3 separate regions of the Sus scrofa genome follow, and regions 1 and 3 are each linked to region 2. A link is a contact called in public HiChIP or PLAC-seq data. All regions are on one chromosome and are shown on one strand. Each heading gives the region's core, a stretch centred on a gene start, on an enhancer-like site or on the middle of the called end of the contact. The rest is flanking DNA. Distances are from core to core; before and after follow the strand shown. Region 1 holds the start of AIG1 (androgen-induced gene 1 protein). Region 2 holds the start of PEX3 (peroxisomal biogenesis factor 3). Region 3 holds the start of HIVEP2 (transcription factor HIVEP2).

Region 1 (3,362 bases), core at 370-2,869, 360 kb before region 2:
GCAGAATGAGCAACCTGGGTGCGTTCATAAATAATTTTCAAGACATTCCAAAAATTGTGGACTGACATTCTTATAAAATCTTTTGAGTCAAGGTTTATACAAATGTTTCATTTTTTTTGAAAGGCCCACACAACTCATTATCTTATTTTGGTTAGCAAGTCACAAAATAACAAAAGAAAACCCATTAGAATAGGTTCAAAACACTAGTTCAATTTCCATAGTTACTTAAAAAGAAGTTTACTACGGAATAAATTTTAAATGGCTTTATACAAGTATTATTATTTTTTAAATGATTGGAGTCATTAATGATTTTCTAAATTGTAAGATAGGAAGATATAAAAATTTTAAGGATATCACATGAACTCAAAACTTTATTAAGGACCCAGTAAGAAAGACAGCTCTTTAGTAGATCTGCTACTTAATTTTGCAACTTTATGAACATGTAGCATGAATACACAATTTTTTAAAAATGCACTCAACTTTTACATAAAGATAAAACTAGAAATTTTCAATAATAAATAGTTCTACGTTAGTAGAATCTTCTTGGAATTATCTTGATTTGAGGGACATTAATTTCTATTAGCATAATTCTAAGGCCAATTAGAAAATACCTACTGGGTTTCTTTAAGACTTTGGTTGGAAAAATGCAGCAAGACATTCAGGAGTTGCTACTTTACCTCTAACACCCTGCTTTCCCTGCCCCCTCATGCCACATTCTCTGACTCACATACTATTTGCAGAGGACACCTGTTTTAAACGGATCCACAGGAAATACCTATGTTGTCTTTTCATAATGTGACCCTGCATCTGGTTAGCTGAAATGTGATCATGATTAAAAAAAAAAAAAAAAAGCTGCCCACGGACTGAAGCGACTTCAATGTGACCACACTTACTGGGAGGTGGAGGGAATCCAGTTTATATTTATTTTCTTCCTATTAAGCCCTGGTAGTGTAGTGTAGGAAAAAAATAAGTAAAAGGGCAAAAACAGTTTAAAACCTCAAATGATTAGTATTAAATTACACACACAGGTTTTACATCCAGACTCAGGACAATCTGCTCTCAAACTGAACGAAATCTCTTAGCAGAAACTGTTAAATAACAGATTTGACACTCCTTCTAAACAGGGTTTTATTTATAAGCCTCATGACCAAAGTCCATAATCTGCGTTGTTATATACTCATAGGATGTTTGTAAATCTCCGGTGGAAAAGGGCAGGGCGGTCTATCAAATGGAATTGGTAAGGGAATTTTATAGATTAACAGTAGTCGAACACCAAAATTCCAATTGGGCTCAAAATAAAACAAGTCACTCGAGGGCTACCAAGGCGCGGCGGGTTCAGACCCCTCGTGAACGCTCCCATCGGTGCCACTCAGTCGGCGAGTCCCCGGGGTCCCTCCTTCCTCGCGGGCTTCCTGTCCCCCGCGCCCGCTCAGCCCGGCTGATGCCACAGGCGGCGACCCGCGCATTCGGCGCGCGCTCCCGGGGTTCGGGTCGCCCTCGGAGGCCGCCCACCTGCTCTAGGGACGCCGAGCGGGCGTCCCCGGCCGGGTCTCTGCGCCGGGCAAACGCTGGAGCAGAATGACGGAGATGACGAAAGAGCTGACGCCACGCCGCCCACCCGGTCGCCACCGGGGCCGCACACGCCGCCCAGCCCCGCCCGCGAGGTGGACGGGCCCGATCGCTCACGCCCACGCCGGTCCCGCGGGAAGCGCCCCGCCCCGCCCACTCGCCCGCCGCAGGGTTTCCCACGGCCCCCGCCCGCCCCCTGCGCCTCACGCCCGGCCGCCCGCCCTCCCCGCCGCCGGGCGCGCCCAGGCCTTGCGCGAACATGGCGCTTGTCCCCTGCCAGGTGCTGCGGGTGGCCATCCTGCTGTCCTACTGCTCTATTCTGTGCAACTACAAGGCCATCGAAATGCCCTCGCATCAGACCTACGGAGGGAGCTGGAAATTCCTGACGTTCATTGATCTGGTAAGGCCATCCCCCGCCTACCCCTGTTCCTCCTGCACTCCGAGCCTGTGTGTGTTGGTGGGTGTGCGAGCACCTGCGCGCGCCTGCAGCATCCACCCCCGTCCTCGTCTCTTGCCCAGTGACCGGGTCTGAAGGCCTGGGTGCCCCCGCAGCAACACCTTCTGAAGCACCTAACCTCACCTGGTAGCTGGGCACGAGTGGAGGTGGGGTGCAGCCAGGTGGTAGGCTATTTGGAGGGAGAAACACACTTGCTTCTAAGAGGTGATAGGGGAAGATTCTCAACTTAGCAAATGGATCCGACGACCTTGATCATGAGTGGCCCGCATTGGCCCCCAACGTGCTTTCCAGAGCACCCACCGTGGGATCAAGTTGCAGCAGCTGAAGGAAACTGGGTATTGTTTTGGCGCTTCCTCTGAAAGGACCAAAGTCCTCCTCATAAAGAAGAGAAAGCTCATAAAGAAGAGCAAGTGCCTAATAAAGTTGTCTTCTTTGCATCTGTTTTTTGCCCATTGTCAGTATTTACTTTCAACCTCCCCCCCTAAACATTAGACCATAGAGAGTTTCAAAATGCATTTGCACTGTGACTCTACACTTTTCCATATCTTCCCATATAAAAGTTCGCAGTAGTTTGCATAAGCAGCTCCTCTATTGGCACAACATGACAACCTTGGCAGTTGCAGTTGTTTAGTTTTTTTTTTTTTTTTTTTTTTAATCCACTTCTGGCACTAAAAGGGCCAGAGAATCAGAACATGAGCATAAGACCCAATAGGGACATGGGTGGAGCCAGGGAACTTGAAGGTGAAAGGTGACTAAGACTGGCTCAAACACACACCAAAAGATGATCAAGCATGGACAGAGAAAACAGAAGCAAGGAGTTCTAAGGACTAGACAAAATGTAGAACCTATTCCTGGATTGCCAGTACTGCCTAGCCAAGATTATACAGGAGGTTGGCCACCTGAGCATGATTGTAATCTCTTAATTGTTGACCCTCCATTTTGATGAAGAGAACTTGATACCTGTTTTGAGATATTTCCAAAGGCTTAGGATCCCTCAAAGCATGCAATCAGAGGGTCTTTGTGTAGATATACCATTTTAAATTGGTCTCGGAGTTCCCGTTGTGGCGCAGTGGTTAACGAATCCGACTAGGAACCATGAGGTTGGGGGTTCGATCCCTGGCCTTGCTCAGTGGGTCGAGGATCTGGCGTTGCCGTGAGCTGTGGTGTAGGTCGCAGACGTGGCTCGGATCCCGCCTTGCTGTGGCTCTGGCGTAGGCCATCGGCTACAGCTCCGATTGGACCCCTAGCCTGGGAACCTCCGTATGCCTCGGGAGCAGCCCTAGAAAAGGCAAAAAGGCAAAAAGCCAAAAAAAAAAAAAAAAAAAAAAAATTGGTC
Region 2 (3,575 bases), core at 904-3,403:
GCAAGCTTCACATAATTACTCTGAGGACAGTTCCCGAAGCAAATGAAAATAAACACAAGAGACCACAAATTCTAACTTCCCATTCCAGTATCCACAGCCCTCCAGATCTCTCACCCATAGGAAGATATAAATGCAGCTTAATCTAAGATAGTTTAGCCTTCACGTGCATTCATTATCATCCTCACTACTTATTAAGACGCTGCCAGGAGTTCCCATCGTGTTGCAGCAGAAAGGAATTTGGAAACATATCCGACTAGGAACAATGAGGTTATGGGTTTAATCCCTGGCCTTGCTCAGTAGGTTAAAGATCTGGCATTGCCATAAGCTGTGGTATAGGTCGCAGACATGGCTTGGATCCTGCATCGCTGTGGCTCTGGCGTAGACTGGCAGCTGTAGCTCTGATTGGACCTCTAGCCTGGGAACCTTCATATGCCCCAAGTGCGGCCCTAAAAGTCAAAAAAAAAAAAAGAGTTCCCGTCGTGGCGCAGTGGTTAACGAATCCGACTAGGAACCATGAGGTTGCGGGTTCGGTCCCTGCCCTTGCTCAGTGGGTTAACGATCTGGCGTTGCCGTGAGCTGTGGTGTAGGTTGCAGACGCGGCTCGGATCCTGCGTTGCTGTGGCTCTGGCGTAGGCCGGTGGCTACAGCTCCGATTCAACCCCTAGCCTGGGAACCTCCATATGCCCCGGGAGCGGCCCAAGAAATAGCAACAACAACAACAACAAAAAGACAAAAAAAAAAAAAGAGAGAGAAAGAAAGAAAACTACTTAGCATACGACATTATTGAAATGAAGGAAAGTGACATTTTGATACCACATGAAAACTCTTTGTCTCCAACTTGGAGAATTTGGTAACATAAAAGAAGTTCAGGCCGTATAAATTCATACAATTACAAGTCGATTTTTTAAAGGCATATGTGATCATTCATTACAGTAGCAGATAGAAAGATATGTATCCTGTTAGTTTAATGGAGGAAATAAATGTGGATGTAGGTTTAAAGAACGGGTCATGAAATCAAATCAGTAGGTCGTGGCCAACATTTTTTTCAAAATGAAACAAAAAAGAAATACCAGAAAAATTGTACATGGGACTGCTAAGCTCTGGTCTGTGAAACTTTTGCTTCAATTATGGCTATGTGTGTGTTTACTGGGTTGTGATACAAAACAGATTTTTTTTTTTTACTGTGAGTCACTTTCAAAAAACTATGAGAAACAAGTGTCAAAGAATATATATGCGTGTATATGTGTGGGCACGATCTATGTACTTATAGATATATGTCAAACACACTTTTATCCCTACTAAAGAGTTCGCTGGGTAAAGCTTGAATTACACACAGATCTGATTGGAGCCCTCCCTTAACCAGGAGCCCTAAGGGGAGCGAAGGAAAGAAGTAAAAAAGAACAGAGGTCGGGAGGATGGATGGATGGATGGATGAATGAATAAATGGGAGGCTCTGTACAGGGGCTTGTTTTCATCGTGCTCTCTACCAGAAACATCCTCAGCTTTCTACCTTCTAGTAGATAGGTTCAAGGGGTCATAAACACAAAATAATGTGATTTCGCGGATTTGCGAGTGTGTCCACAGGAAAGAAGGGGACGCAGCACGCACGTGCAGCAGCCCCCGAAGATCAGGGATTAAGTCTGAAGCATAATTCCAGCGGGTGAAAAAAGAAATAATTTCTGTATTCCTCTCTTCCTTTCCTCAGATCCACTGTGAAAATGGGCTAAAGAAAATTTCATAACAACACAGCCAGCTGTTACCCAGAGAATGTGAGTGCCATCGAGACTACAGCGACTAGCTAGGAAGCACCCTTGGGACCTTCCGTATCCTGACACAAATGCTCCAGTTGGATAAGCGGGAGAAAAGTTCCCATCCTATACATCCGCCACTCCACTCCCCTCACCATTTGCATCGCCTGCTCCATCCACTTTTCGGTCTCCTCCGCGGACACCGAGCATTCGCCGTCGGCGGCCGGCGTGGACTCCCCCTTGGCCTCCATTCTGCACGCGGGCCGCTGCGCGCAGCGCCAGAGGCCGCCGCAGTGGAGGAACGCTGGTAACGGAACGCGGCGGGTGCGGGCTGCCGTTTCCGGGGGAGTCGAACGATGGGACACTCGGGAGCGAATTCTGGACGGACCTTGGCGCCCCGGACCAGTGAGCGGCGGCGGCGGCGCGCCGGCTGCATCGGAAAGCGCAGCTGCTCAGCTCTAGTCCACGCCCCCTTCCCGCTCCGGTGACAGCCCCTGCGGAAAGTCGCGTTTGTGATTTCTGGAGAACGCTGAGCGGGACGACGGCGGTCCAGCCGGGTCTTCCGGGCCAGGTGACGAAGAAACGGTTTCTTGGGGAGCCATCCCCCCTACCTTCCAGGCAGCCCGCAGCCCCGGGGCCTGAAGATGCTGAGATCTACGTGGAATTTTCTGAAACGTCACAAAAAGAAATGCATCTTCCTGGGGACGGTCCTCGGAGGTGGGTGACAGCATTCTTGGAAAGGGGCATTGGGAGAAGGGGTTTGGGAGAGAGGTGTCTGTCTTCTAAAATAGAGGGGAGGGAACCATGGTGCAGGATTCGTTCAAGCATGGATGGGGAACGGAGTGATTGACAGACCCCCAAGGTTCTGGACATCTTTGCGGTTGTGAAATTTGTGCCCTTTGCCCTGACACTGCCCATTACTATGTTTCTCCCCTTTTGCACACTGACCACTGACCTTGGAAGAACCCACCACATTCTTTTTCTTTCTTTTCTTTCTTTTTTTTCTTTCCTCTTCAAGGCACCTTTCTCTTGTAGATACATGTTTTGTTTTGAATTCTCTTCTTTTGTTTTCCTGTGAGATTTTTCACTTCTCTTTGGCACTCCTAATACTTTGTTTGGCATTGGCCCATTGCAGAAGTTTCATAATATTCCAGGGGAGTTAACTAAAGCCTGCAGTCCGAGTGTTGTTTAAAGTTAATTAGAACTTTCAAAAACAGCACAATTGTCCTGAAGGACTGGAAGGTATATACTAAACAAAGAAACGCAAATCGATATCTTGGCCGTTTCTGCTATTTTAGAATACAAAGTGTGCAGTAAATTATGCAATAAGAAAGTGCTTGCAGGATATTGCGCAGTGTTCCTCAGGATCTTCCAGACTGGGATTAGCTCCCACCTAGCTGATATAATTGAGTTTCACAAGCTGAGAGGAGATGTAGAAACAGACAATCTTGGCAGCCCTTTTCCTCATAAGACAGTCATAATATGTAAGGATTTGAAGGAAGAATAAAAGTTTGGGGATGTCCAATGGACCCTATACAAAGCCCTTCTATTCAGTGGGATGATGACAGGATAGTTATTGTTACCCCCATTCAAAAATGAGGGATGGAGTTCCTGTCGTGGCGCAGTGGTTAACGAATCCGACTGGGAACCATGGGGTTGTGGGTTTGCTCCCTGGCCTTGCTCAGTGGGTGAAGGATCCGGCGTTGCCGTGGGCTGTGGTGTAGGTTGCAGACGCGACTCGGATCCAGCATTGCTGTGGCTCTGGCGTAGGCCGGAGACTACAGCTCCGATTAGACCCCTAGCCTGGGAACCTCCATATGCCGCGGG
Region 3 (3,313 bases), core at 451-2,950, 440 kb before region 2:
TCCTGTGGCTGCACCACGTCATGGAACATTCCCGGAACGGGCCAACGTTCCACCCACTTCAGGGAACAGACATAAAGGCGCAGACCCAGCTCCCCACAGTGCACAGCCCAAACACACATGTCCCTTCCCGGTCCCCGGGCAGACGCACAGACCAACACGCATGCAAACCGCCCCACCCGTCTCCGAGCGCCCCCGGCCAGCCCGCCGCGCCGGGAGCCGCTCCGCGGCCGGTGCACCCGCAAAGCCAGGGCGCCTCCTCCTGAACCTTCCATCGAGACAGTCCCCTCCTTCCTTGCTTCCTTCCTTCTCTCCTTCCTTCCTTCCCGGCTCGGGAGGAGAAAGGAGTCGCCGAAATGCCAACAGCCGGCGCCTTCACTGCCCTCGCTCGGCCTTAGGCCGGCGGCCCGGCCCTCGTGCCTCCCGCCCGCCCCCGACCCGCGCCGCGCGGCCCCCTCCCCCGCTACCTGACGACGGGCGGCCAGCGGCCGCGGCAGCCGCAGCGGTGGCCGGGCGGTGCGCGCCGGTGCACGTCCCTCATTAGCAACCAGGCACATTCCTGCCTCCAGCGCTCCCGCGCCGCCCCCTCCCCCCAGGACATTACGCAAAGCAGCCACCCCTCATCTGCATAGATCCTCGGCCAGGGTATTCCCCGCATTTCCCAACGCGCCGGACCCCCCCACCTGAGGTCTCCCCCATCCCCGCCCCCTCCGACCCTCACCCTTGCGCCGTAGACCAGGGGCCGAGGGCGCGCGCCGGGAGGGCGATGGGGTCCGGCAGCGGCGATTTCGCTGTAAAGTGAAACGAGCTGCTAATGCTAAGGGAGGCAGGAAAAACACCGCGCCGAGGCCACTTACCGAGCCGAGGAACCTAGATTCCCGCCGCTCTGCTCACCCGAATGGTTGGTCCGCCCTCCGCGCACCCCAAGGCTGCACCCAGCACCCCAAAGTCGAGACGTGTAGGAATATGATTAACGAGCCGGGAGACCCTCCAAGTTGCTCCGGGCTCCCAGGAGCTTCAACGTCCAAGACACAACTTGGCGGAGACTTGTGCCACAGTCACCGAGGATGTTTCTGCGGAGACCCTCCTCCGGCGGGGAGAGACAGCGCTCGGTGGCGCCCCGCTTGCCTCCTCTCCACCCCCCTCACCTCCAGCCCGCCTCCCGCCGGCCGCCCGCCTCTGGGCCGCGAGCCCCTAGGGCGGCTGTCAGCTCCCGGCCGCCGCCGGGTGACAGGAGCCGGAGGAGGGCGCGACGCGGCGGCCCAAGCCCGAGCGGGCGAGGGGGATCCTCGCAGCAGCAGCAGCAGCAGCGGCGGCCGCTCACCTGGAAAGTCACCGCTGAGAAGGAGGAGGAGAAGGAGGAGGAAGAGGAGGGAGAGGAGGAGGGGGAGGAAACCCCCCTGGTGCCCTTGTTCTCGCTGCCGCGGCGGCCGCTCCTCGCCAAGGCTGAGCGTGTCTGGTGGGGGGTGTCTGGTAGCATTTCCTTAAGGACAGAGGGAGGGAGGGCGGGCACGGAGGGAGGGAAGCGATCCCGACCGCCTGCCCAGGCTCCTCTTTCCTTTATTTATTTTTCTGACACTGTACGGAGATGGTCCCGGGACAGGGGCCGCCGGGCTCGGGAGGGAGCCGCGAGGCCCGGGCCGCAGCAGTCTGCGTGCGGGAGCCGCAGCGGCCGCCTCCCCTCCCGGTCTGTGGACGCACGGGGTTATTCCTGGCAGCGCCTCCCCGAACAGAAGTTACTAGGAGGAGTGCGCGGCGAGGGCGGGCGGGGGGAGAGGCGGAGGGAGGGAGGAAGAGGGAGAGACTCAGCCAGCGACGTCATCGGATCCCCCAGCGCGTCCCAGGGAGGGAGGCCGAACCAGAAAAACCAGTCTGGAGCCGGCGAGCGGAGAGGGTTGTGCGGCGCGACGGGGGAGGGAAGCGACCGGGAAGTCAAGGCCCGGCCCCGCTGCAGCCGCGCTCCCGCTCGCTCGGATCCAGGGATCTCCCCAGAGAGCCAGTCTCTACTTGTCATGCAAAAAAACTTGGGCGTCTCTAGGAGCCTGAGAATTTCCTTTAGGGATGCGGAAACCTCCTCCCTCCCACTCCTATCTTCCCATTTCCCAGATCTTTCCTCATCTAGAAGACAAAGAGAATTATAGAATAATTCGTATTGTCTTTAATTAGAATTGTCTTTATGATTTTTGTCCGGGTTCCTCCGATCCCTTTTCTCTCTGTGGCCCCGCCTCTATGCAACATTAATGCTATCGGTCAAAAAATAAAATAAAATCATATTGTAGGTCCTGGCTGCGTTTGTGGAGCTTTGCAAAGTGTTTTACTAGCACTTTCCGGGCCCCTGCGGAAGCATGAACTTTTCACGCGCTCGAAATGCCCCAGTTGCCTTCGCTGGGGTCACTCACCAGGGTGCCCTGGGCGCACCCAGCTCGGGGATCGCGGCCCGCCCTCGCCGGGGTATTCAAATCGGTTTGAGCAGCTGCGAGAGGAGCAGCTGCCGGTTTCCTGGTGGCAGTGCTGAGACCTGTGGCGAGCGGCCGCCTCCAGTCTGCGAGCTTCCCTTCCTCCGAAGGGACGCGAGTGAAATCACACCCAGCGCGGGGACAGCGGGGCCGGGGGACGGGGGAATCCCAGGCGAGTGGGGGCCGGGGCCCTGGGCTTCCTCCCCGGCCCGGCAACACCCGGGGGACACCGGGGCTCCCTCGAGCCGTTACCCTGCCTGTGTGGACTTGTGTGCACCCTTAGGGGAGGTTCCCAGGCGGCCGCGGCGGCAGGAGCGCGGCGAAAGGATGGCCACCGGGCCGGGCGTACTCTCAGAGCGCCTCCTCCGGGTGGTCTGCGGGCCGGGCAAGGAACGTGCGCCACCCCTCCCGGGCGCCCCAGCGGCCGCGCAGAGCCGAGCAGAGCTGACTGCCCCGGCGCCGCGGGCCCGATAGGCCCTCCCCGCCCCCCGTCCGCGCCGCCGCCCTGCCCCGGGCGGAGTAAACAAGAGACGCGCAAGATTTGACCTGGCGCGACCCGGATTTCTGGCCGGGGTTCCCCCTGAGCAGGTGACTCCGTGGGAGGGGTGGAAATGAGTCTCTGGAATTCCGGGCCAAAGACATTAACTGTGGTTCTGCTTTTAAGGCAGGTATTTCACCGACAACTGCGGAATGTTTTGCGTCTCAAGTTTCAGATTTCGCGGAAAGGGACCAAATGTCAAGGCATATCAAATATTCCCTTCCCTTTTCATTAAAAGAGAGTGCATTTAAAAGGAGGACAGCCCTTTAATGACTGCGAGAATGGTACTGCCGGTTTCGTTTTTGCTTTGTTTTGTTTTTCA

What was found. HiChIP or PLAC-seq counts read pairs in DNA pulled down with a chosen protein or histone mark.
Region 1: an H3K27ac HiChIP or PLAC-seq map of alveolar macrophages shows a contact between it and region 2. The contact joins the promoter of AIG1 here to the promoter of PEX3 in region 2. A contact is called at or near these places in 1 of 5 promoter capture datasets (liver) and 1 of 2 datasets of contacts at active chromatin or transcription factors (alveolar macrophages).
Region 3: an H3K27ac HiChIP or PLAC-seq map of alveolar macrophages shows a contact between it and region 2. The contact joins the promoter of HIVEP2 here to the promoter of PEX3 in region 2. A contact is called at or near these places in 1 of 5 promoter capture datasets (fetal liver), 2 of 47 Hi-C or Micro-C datasets (heart right ventricle and skeletal muscle) and 2 of 2 datasets of contacts at active chromatin or transcription factors (alveolar macrophages and skeletal muscle).

What each region holds. Positions count from the first base shown.
Region 1 is chr1:22,163,335-22,166,696 of Sscrofa11.1, reverse strand. It overlaps AIG1 (androgen-induced gene 1 protein), which reads left to right and starts at 1,619. Exons shown (of 5, transcript XM_021072473.1): 1 at 1,619-1,969. The coding sequence starts at 1,829.
Region 2 is chr1:21,800,193-21,803,767 of Sscrofa11.1, reverse strand. It overlaps PEX3 (peroxisomal biogenesis factor 3), which reads left to right and starts at 2,153. Exons shown (of 12, transcript NM_001244185.1): 1 at 2,153-2,465. The coding sequence starts at 2,393. It overlaps ADAT2 (tRNA-specific adenosine deaminase 2), which reads right to left and starts at 2,203. Exons shown (of 6, transcript XM_001924236.5): 1 at 1,904-2,203. The coding sequence starts at 1,999.
Region 3 is chr1:22,239,068-22,242,380 of Sscrofa11.1, reverse strand. It overlaps HIVEP2 (transcription factor HIVEP2), which reads right to left and starts at 1,700. Exons shown (of 10, transcript XM_021072421.1): 1 at 1,322-1,700.